Linked DNA regions of Anas platyrhynchos: regions 1 and 3 are each linked to region 2. Evidence: chromatin contacts called from public Hi-C data. All regions are on one chromosome and are shown on one strand. Each heading gives the region's core, a stretch centred on a gene start, on an enhancer-like site or on the middle of the called end of the contact. The rest is flanking DNA. Distances are from core to core; before and after follow the strand shown. Region 1 has its middle 300 kb from the start of TRNAM-CAU. Region 2 holds the start of ZFP36L2 (ZFP36 ring finger protein like 2). Region 3 has its middle 230 kb from the start of TRNAM-CAU.

Region 1 (2,764 bases), core at 167-2,666, 520 kb before region 2:
GCAGGATTTCACTTCTCTTGCCTGCTTCAGCATGTTAAAATCTTAGAAATATGCATTAATTCTTTCAGAGGAAAGATAGTACTGGAAGTCTCTGAGTTATGATTGTTGTGAAACTTGCTCATGATAACTGAAAGTGCCTCATGAGGGCTATTTAGCAGAGCTGGGAAACTTCTGAAGTTTGAAAAACTCGTTCCCATGTGCGACAGTTCGGCTCTTCCTCAGACAGCAGGGCTTTTTGCAACAGTGACACTAAACATCACCTTCCTCCTCCTCCCCTGCAGACGCTGCCGGTGCCTTCAGCCTTACGATGTGAAAAGCAATGCTGGCCACTGAGGCAATCTCATTTTATCAATAAAAGTAGGGTGAGAGGCCATGTTAGGATATAACAAACCTGACCTTTTCTGTTCATGGGTACCAGGCTGCTCAAGCTAGCCACAGATATTTTAGCTGGTATTTTGTCTAGGCCAAGCTGTTCTTGAGAAGTAAAGCTTGTTTATGAAACCTCCACTAAAAGCAGGTGTTGCAGACATCCCATTAGTAACCTTTGACTTACCTTCCCCTTTGAAACTTTTCATCCCAAAGGACCGACATTTCAAAGCTTTTTTTTTTTTTTTTTTTTTTTGTCCCTCCAAGTTTGCATATTGTAAACATTTTTCTTCTCTGGTCTGATGGAACACAGCCAAAAATCTGCACAATGGGGGAACTAGATGTTAATGAGCAGAGATTGTGGGAAAATGTGTACGGGGCTGCCCTGCCTGACCTGCATGATAATGCTACATTTAGCACATTCTTTTCCATTGGTGTAGCAGGCCTTGAAATGGTAGCAAACAACACATATTGTGAAGGTTTGTTTTAAAGAAAACTGCTTTCCTAGGAGAGTGGAAATAACAAATTATTTATTGTATACAGTTGGCAGACTGACAGCTGGCCCTGGAAATATTTATGTACAAACAGTGGTGTGAAATTATATTTTTCAAGTTTTCAGTAAAATTGCTATACATGAAAGTTTAAATGATGATAATATTACGTACAGACTCATATTTAATTGAGGAAGTTTATAATGTCTATAGTATTAGGGACTGATGAAGGAAAAAAAATCGCTATTGGGTCTGTTAGGACAAAACATTCTAGCACTTTGGCATCTTCTACATAGATTTTTTACTCTGGCTGTGCTCATAGCCCCTATTTAATATGTTTATGTCAGTGGAGTTTTGTTTGTACAAAATGCTCCTGAAAAATTAATTTTGGCTCCTCTGAGCCAAGTTTCATTTAATCATAAAACAAAATTTATGTCTCGGCCATATGAAAATCATTAAGGGCAAAAGGATTCTGAGAACATAAACAACACCATGTGACTTAGACACCCAATTGCACAGCTTGAACCTATCAAGCAGTGAACATATTAAAATACTAAAGAGAACACTTACAGTCAGCATTTGGAGTGCAATGAGTGGGGAGAAATTTGTTTGCACAAAACTTCTGACTAACAAAGAGGAGTACTGAAGGAATTCATAACAAAAGACTGACTGTAGATAATTTCTGAGTAGAGAAAGGGATTAAATCCATTAAACAAGCTATTTCTTGCAAACTTTTTACCCAGCTATTTTTTTAATTATACTTTTATAAGCCCAACTCTTCTCTTTCAGTTAAGGAAACAGTAATTCATGTAGTAAAAACTGCATACAAATGTGAACTGTTTACAAATGACATTCCAAATCCCCATCGGGAAATGCTTATTTCTTCATAGTCAAAGATTCCTAAAGAGCTTTTATATGGGGAAAGAGACTTCCCTCATTACCTTAAAAACAACACTCTTATCTCCACAGTGGAGTGGATATGGGCTCTGAGCCATATTTTGCAAAGGACAAAGCAAATTCTTTAGTGGAACATCTGCTAGATAAGAACAGCATTCCTTAGAATAGGTTTTCTGATGAAAGAGATGTCAAAGCCTTGATTCCAAAAGTACTTATATCCTAAAACAACTGCTGTCTGTGCTAGTTCTGTTAGGTGCTTTCAGGAACAATTTCAAACCCCAGGTAACAACAAAAGGACAAAGATGGTTAATCCTATACTTTAAGGCTACTCAAGTCTGCTTACATTATTCATATTAAAAGAAAATAATAAAAGCATTGATTCGATTTTCAGGGATCTTTATATATCTGTGAGATATGTGATCAGCTGACAGACCCTCTGCCAATTATCAGATGGATTTATTTTCTCCACAAATTGCATCTTTGCCATGAGCAGCCTGTGACTTTAGCCCCTGTGCTCTTAGAGTTTCTCAGCTCTGAAGTCTGACAACTATTCTGAATGTCCTGAAGTCTATGCAATAGGTATGTATATAAATATATATTCACACTGTCATAACACCAGGAGATCCACCTGGATTTCAGGAGAGTACTTGGATGGCCTTACTGTTTGTTCTGGGGAAATCTTAAAAATCTTAACCATCCTGGTGGATATCTCTTACTAAGCTGGGTACTTTTAGTTCCTATATTTTTGGTCTCCTCCTTTCACATCTGTTGCTTAAGTTCCAGGTTTCTGACATCCCTTACTGCTTGGTATAGTGACTACACAACATCTCTGAATTGTCAAATATTTCTGGATAATGATTTATCTTTGAGACACTTTCATGGCAAGCACCAGCTTGTTTACCTAGTCTAGGGAAGCACCATGCTCTTTCTTAGTTAAACTTTGGCTTGTCTGCCGTTTTCTTGGAGCAGTACTTTTGTCATGCACCTTCTGTTTGTTTGTCTTCCTCTTC
Region 2 (2,823 bases), core at 61-2,560:
GAGGCGGGCGGCGGCGGCGTGCGCGACCCGCCGGGGCTCTCCAGCAGCGCGGCGTCCAGGCGGCCGCCGGGGGGCGGCGGGGGCGGCGGGGCGGCGGCGTGCGGGTGGTGGTGGTGGTGGTGGTGGGCGGAGAAGCCGGAGAAGCTCAGGCTGTGGTGCAGCTTGGGCCGCTCGCTGCCCCCGCCGCCGCCGCCGCCGCGGGGGTGCCCGAAGCCGCCGCCGCCGCCTCCTCCTCCTCCTCCCAGGGGGTGGTCGCGGGGGGCGAAGGCGCGGAGGTCGCCGGTGCTGCCGGCGGGGTGCGGGGCGTGCTGGTGGTGGTGGTGGTGGTGGTGCGGGGGGGCGGCCGAGGCGGGGGGAGCGGCGGCCGTGCCCCCGCCGGGCGCCGGGCGGCGCTCGTCGGCGTTGTGGATGAAGTGGCAGCGGGGGCCGTAGGGGCAGAAGCCGATGGTGTGGAAGGTGCGGCACAGCTCGGTCTTGTACTTGGGGTGGCGGGTGAGGCTGCGCAGCTCGTGGAAGCCGTGCGCGAACTGGCACTTCTCGCCGTACTTGCAGGCGCCGCTCTCCTCGAAGGGGCGGCACAGCTCCGTCTTGTAGCGCGTCGAGTTGATGGGCGCCCCCCCGCCGCCGCCCGAGCCGCCCCCCTTCTGCTGCTGCTGCTGCTGCTGCTGGAGCTGCTGCATGAGGTGCTGGCTGCGCTCGCCGTTCTCGCTGAAGGAGCGGTCCCGGAACTTGTTCTCCTTGTTGAGCAGGGCCGTGGGGCTGCTGCTGCCGCCGCCTCCGCCGCCGGAGCCCGTCTCCTTCAGGCTGCCGAACGAGGAGGAGGAAGAGGAGGAGGAGGAGGAGGAGGACGAGCTGGAGCCGGTGGGGCTGGGGAACTTGGAGCCGCCGGCCAGGGCCGGCAGGTTGCTGGTCGAGTGCCGCCGCAGGAAGCCCGGCGCGAAGCTGGAGCTGGGGGGGGTGACCGGGGTCCCCACGGCCTTCTTGTCCAGCATGCTGCTCAGGTTGCTCAGGGACTTCTCCGTCTGCGAGCGGGGTGGGAGAAGGGGGGGACGAGGAGCGGGAGAAGAGGAGGAGGAGGAGGAGAGAGCGGAGAGAGGCGGGTTGGCTCGCAGCGCGACCGCCAGCCCGCGCCGCCCTGGGCACGGCCCCGCAGCCGCGGCGGGGCAGGGACAGGGACAGGGACGGGAACGGGGCTGGGGGCACGGAGCAGCCCCGCGCCCCCCGGGCAGCCTCCCCCCTTGTCCCGGCCCGGCCCTTACCTTGCACAAGAAGTCGATGTCGTAGAAGGCCGATAACAGCGTCGTAGACATCGCTAGATCCTGTAATGGTCGGACACGCAGCAAGGACCGAAAGAGCCCGCTCCCCTCGGAGGGTTTGCAAAAGCCACGACTGGGCGGGAGGCGGCGGCGGCGGCGGCCGGGGCGGGGTGGGTGTGGGGTGCGGGTGTGGGGGGGGTGCCGGCCGCTCACGGGTCCGAAACGCTCCCGACTCCTTCCCGGCGGGGCGGCGGGAGCCGGGCCGGGGCGGCGGCGGCGGCTGCAGGGCAGCGGGCGACCGGCGGGAGCTCGGCGGGGCCCCGCGCCGCCCCCATATAAACGCCGCCGCCGAGGCACGGGGGGGAGGTGCCGGGGCCCAGCGCCCCGCCCGCCGCCCGCCCCGCCCCGCCCCGCCGCTGGCCGCCATTTCGGGTCGGCGCGGAGCCGCCTCCACCTCCTCCTCCTCCTCCTCCTCCTCCTCCTCCTCCTCCTCCTCCTCAGCCGCTTGTGCCACGTAATGGGCCCGAGACAAAAGCCCGGGGCCGCCCCGGGGCCGGGCGGGCTCGCTCCCGGCTGCCCGCAGCGCGCTGCTGCTCGCCCCCCCCCCCCCCTCCCCGTCCCGGCCGTGCCCGGCGCTGTGCCGCCCCCTGCCGCCCCCGGCCCGCCGCTGAGGGAAGTTGGCCCGGGAGGAGCCGCACGCCCCGAGGCTCACAGAGTTGCTCGGTTTTATGCGCAGCGTGGACCTGCTGCTGCGCTGCTCTGTCTGCAGCTGCCCAGCGCTCAGTGTAAATGCCCACACGCACTTCCCCTTCCCAGCAAAACACCAAAAAGCCAGGGCCAGCAGGCAGCCGTCCCCTCGCTGCTGAAACAGCCGAGGGCACAGAGCCCAGCCGGCCTTTCGGCAGAGTTCCCCCTTCTGCCAGCCTTGCTGCTGCACCAGTCCCACAAGCTGGGAGCTGCGCTAGCGGGCAGCTGTAGTCAGGAGCCGCACGACTGCTTGACCCTTAAAAGCGGCTTCCAGACGTAACCTGGGCTACTCTTTGCCCAGGAGCTGAAAGCAGATGCCAACGAATTAATTTCCAGGCCAGCTCCCAGCGTGGCTTTATTGCGTTAGATAACACGCACCCTGTGCAACAAGCTGCCATCTCCGATTCTAACCTTCTCCTGCTGCTGCTGTGTGAAGTCTCACGTTGCACTGTGAATTACTTACATAAGTAATCTCGAATCCTGGAAGCCTACAGCGAGTACTTCCACTTCAGACATGAGTTTTTGCCTAGAGTGAGTTAGCCCGGTGCAGTTTACACACGTTCATTAGGCTTAATTTGACAGTTTATCTTGTTTTACAGCAGATTCCTCCCCAAACTCACGCCGTCGCAAGGAGTCGGCGACATGAGTTAGGTGCCACAGGCAGACCAGGACGGTCGCTCTTCATGAAGAGCCCGGCCAGGAGCTGACACAGGGTCTCGGGCTGCAGCCCAGTGAGCGCTGCTCGCTGCAGGGCTGCGTTGCGTTGCGCTGTGTTGCATTGCCACCTCCCGGAGACCGGCAGCACGGCAGAGCCTGCAGC
Region 3 (2,986 bases), core at 420-2,919, 590 kb before region 2:
TTTGCTCTGATAAATCTGGTTTTGTGCATATTCACAGAGATGGGTAACCTAGGCATGTACTGCCCTTTAATTCTACTTCATCTCTTCCTCACTCGTCACATGTCTTTAATCCATGTAGTGAGGACAGGCAAGTGCCAGATTCCTGGATGCGATTAAAAGGTCACATCCTTTTGCAGTAGTTGCTATTCCACTTCTAACCTGAGGATTGCAGGGGAGAGCAAGTCTTGAAATGTTCAAGGGCCTTTCCTTTTTTTTTTTTTTTATCTGAATCATCTGATGCACTGCTGTCTACAAAACTGTATTAAAGAAGAAACTCATTGCTTTGGAATGTTTTAGTATTGAAGTTACACTTGAACAGAAATATGTCATGATTTGCTGTGGGACTTTGTTTCCACATCCATCTGAGGTAGAAACTGAGGAAAAGGAGACATAAAAATGTGTAGGCCATTACTTGTACTATCTGGTTACTGAAGTGAAATTATGCTTGTGGTATATGGAGTAAATGATTCAAGCACCTAAAATGGTTCAGAGGGGTAGATTTATTTTTCTGTTGTAGGTAGCATCGAGAGAAGCCCTTGGTGGCAGTTGCTTTAGAGGAATAAACTGGAGAAGCTCAGAATATACTTGACTGGAGTAGTATATGTCTTTTCATGTCATATTTACTGCACTTTGAGACCGTAAAAAAGAATCAGTTCCTCTGCTGATGTCAGTTCTGCACCATGTCTATACCTAAACAGTACATTGTAGCTTTAAGCACACCCATTCTGGCACACTTCATAACTCCAAAATTCTTTGAGATGCAGTTTTTGTGTTGCTGGTTCCTTTCACGCAGACGATATTGCCAATTGTAGCTGTGGGCCTTTCAACACAGGAAGAAGAGATGGGTTTCCTATTGGGCTCCTGTCTGTGGAGCTCCTTAGTGGCTTGCAGGTTTCATCAGCCAGGAACTTAGCCTCTCTTCCAGGGAGCTGGTGGCTGTTTTAGTCTTTCCCTTGCTGATTTAAAGGTGCATTGAATTCCTGGTTCTGAGTGGTGAGGAATATAAATATTTAAGTCCCCGAAATATGACATTTTACTAGACCTAAATGTTACTTTTAGGTAATCTTTATAACACCCACTAACATCTTGTTTGTTTTTTAAAGTCTTGCTGCAGTAATGTTTTCCTTTGGAAAAAGTACTTGTATGGGAGAAACTTTTTTTTCCCTGGCTTAGCAAATTACTGAGAGAAGTCTTTACACCCAAGAAAACAATTAAACTTTTTTTTTTTTTCCTCAGCAGAAAGGCTGTCTTCTAACATTAAGGAAAAAAAAAAAAATACAGCTTCTAGAAGGAGGCTGGGTTAAATTTAATTTCCAGTGTCTTCCTGTGAGTTTTAAACTCTTTTCCTTGGAAGAGCTTTTTGCTGGTTGCTCGCTGAGGGGAGCAGAATCATGAGCGTGCTGCGGTGACAGGAGGAGATCTGACCATCTCCTCCCGGCGCTGCAGTGCGGGACGCTTGGGGAAGTCTGGGGACAGGCGGTCAGGGCAGTGGGACCATCAGCATCAGCCTCCCGGAGCACACCGGTGTCTTATCTAGCCAGAAAGCCGTGCGGCTTTGGACTTGAGCAAACGCTAGCAGCCCTTGGTGTGCGCCTCCGTTTTCAGAGCCTGCGACTGAATCCTTGGCAGGAAGGTGGCGCTGGCACTCTGAGATTGGGATTTCTTGCAGCTGGTGACTTCAGAGCCACAGGCGTACCTTTTAAACAATCTCTACAGGCTGCATCAAGTGGAAAAACAACTTCCCCGCAGCTGTTTTACGTTGTGATTTTTGTCGTTGTTGTTCCTATTTTTATTTTTTTTTTAAATGCCTGACACTTAAATCCTGCTCCCTTACAAATAAGATCCCCTCTTTTCCTGTGAAATAAATGCCGCCTCAACTAGTTCACGTCTTACACCACCTTCATTGTATCCCAGCACCAACTAGCTCTAGGAAGCTTTTGGTTACAATGAGCTGCTTTGTATGGAGTGTGTGTGGCTTTGGTGGTGACCTCGGTGAGCAGGGGTTGGTTTTGGTACGGTGGAGGCTGTGGGGGGGGGATGACCCCCATGTGGGTGTCAGCATGGGTTTTTGTACTTCTGCTGACTTTAGAACTCAGGGTGTGACTCCAAACTGCACTCTGTTCCCAAACCTACTTTTTTTTTTGTTTGTTTTCCTCCTGCCTTTTATATGTTTATGTTGAATTCCATGTTCTAGGCACACAACTTTATCTAGGTAATGTGCCCCCTTTTTCTCTACACTGCTTATGAAGTTTTAGCATTAGTGAATTGAGCTCACTTTAACCTTGAACTTCAAGACATAAAATTAATTGTCCATTTCTTCCCAGCCTGCCCACTCCTTTAATTTTGGTATATAACCAATCATTTCGGTGAGTACTGGCAATACACATTGCAGGGCAAATGATGGTAGTTATTTTCAGTTTACTTTAGGTGTGTGTGTGCATGGTGCACTCAAATAAATAAGATACATGCTCTCACATGCAAGGAGCTTGAGTGTGTTAAGTATTTACACTTAGACTATTGCTTGCATACTATTCTACATGTATTTAAAGCTTTCATGTACCTTGAATGAAGTACAAGATACAAAAGGATTAAAGTCTGTATTGTCACCAACCATGCAAATAACCCATGTGTACACATGTGTATTTTTTTCTAGACCACTTTTAAAAACTTAACTACAGTATTAAACATGCAAGTTTTTTAAAAAATCTTATTTCATGAAGGTAGTCATTTAATAACAAAACACTGTGTTATTCACAAATTTTCTTGTGCTACATAATCTATTCTAATTGCTTAATCTCCAAGGAGTTCTATTGGCATTTATTTAACACCAGTTGCAAGTGTAAATGTTCTTAATTTCCAGTATGTGAAAGTTGCAATGAACGCATGTAACGGAGGATGTCAAATTGACACTTCATGCAATGATGTAGTTAAGGCAGCATTAAGTTAC

The links. Hi-C and Micro-C count contacts between places; a contact is called where the count stands out from the background.
Region 1: a Hi-C map of small yellow follicle shows a contact between it and region 2, with 4 times the contacts expected there. The contact joins the enhancer-like site here to the promoter of ZFP36L2 in region 2. A contact is called at or near these places in 4 of 8 Hi-C or Micro-C datasets (F5 follicle, liver, small yellow follicle and 1 more).
Region 3: a Hi-C map of subcutaneous adipose tissue shows a contact between it and region 2, with 5 times the contacts expected there. The contact joins the enhancer-like site here to the promoter of ZFP36L2 in region 2. A contact is called at or near these places in 2 of 8 Hi-C or Micro-C datasets (liver and subcutaneous adipose tissue).

The regions. Positions count from the first base shown.
Region 1 is chr3:41,547,678-41,550,441 of IASCAAS_PekinDuck_T2T, reverse strand. No RefSeq gene overlaps it. Among named protein-coding and RNA genes, the nearest start is that of TRNAM-CAU, 300 kb to the left of the region's middle. Within about 2 kb of position 1,416, at least 2 of the 8 cell types and tissues checked have an H3K27ac peak or open chromatin away from gene starts, as enhancers often do. A contact at or near this core is called in small yellow follicle and subcutaneous adipose tissue, where this site is marked.
Region 2 is chr3:41,028,804-41,031,626 of IASCAAS_PekinDuck_T2T, reverse strand. It overlaps ZFP36L2 (ZFP36 ring finger protein like 2), which reads right to left and starts at 1,310. Exons shown (of 2, transcript XM_027454118.3): 1 at 1,260-1,310; 2 at 1-1,022. The coding sequence starts at 1,310.
Region 3 is chr3:41,616,469-41,619,454 of IASCAAS_PekinDuck_T2T, reverse strand. No RefSeq gene overlaps it. Among named protein-coding and RNA genes, the nearest start is that of TRNAM-CAU, 230 kb to the left of the region's middle. Within about 2 kb of position 1,669, at least 2 of the 8 cell types and tissues checked have an H3K27ac peak or open chromatin away from gene starts, as enhancers often do. A contact at or near this core is called in subcutaneous adipose tissue, where this site is marked.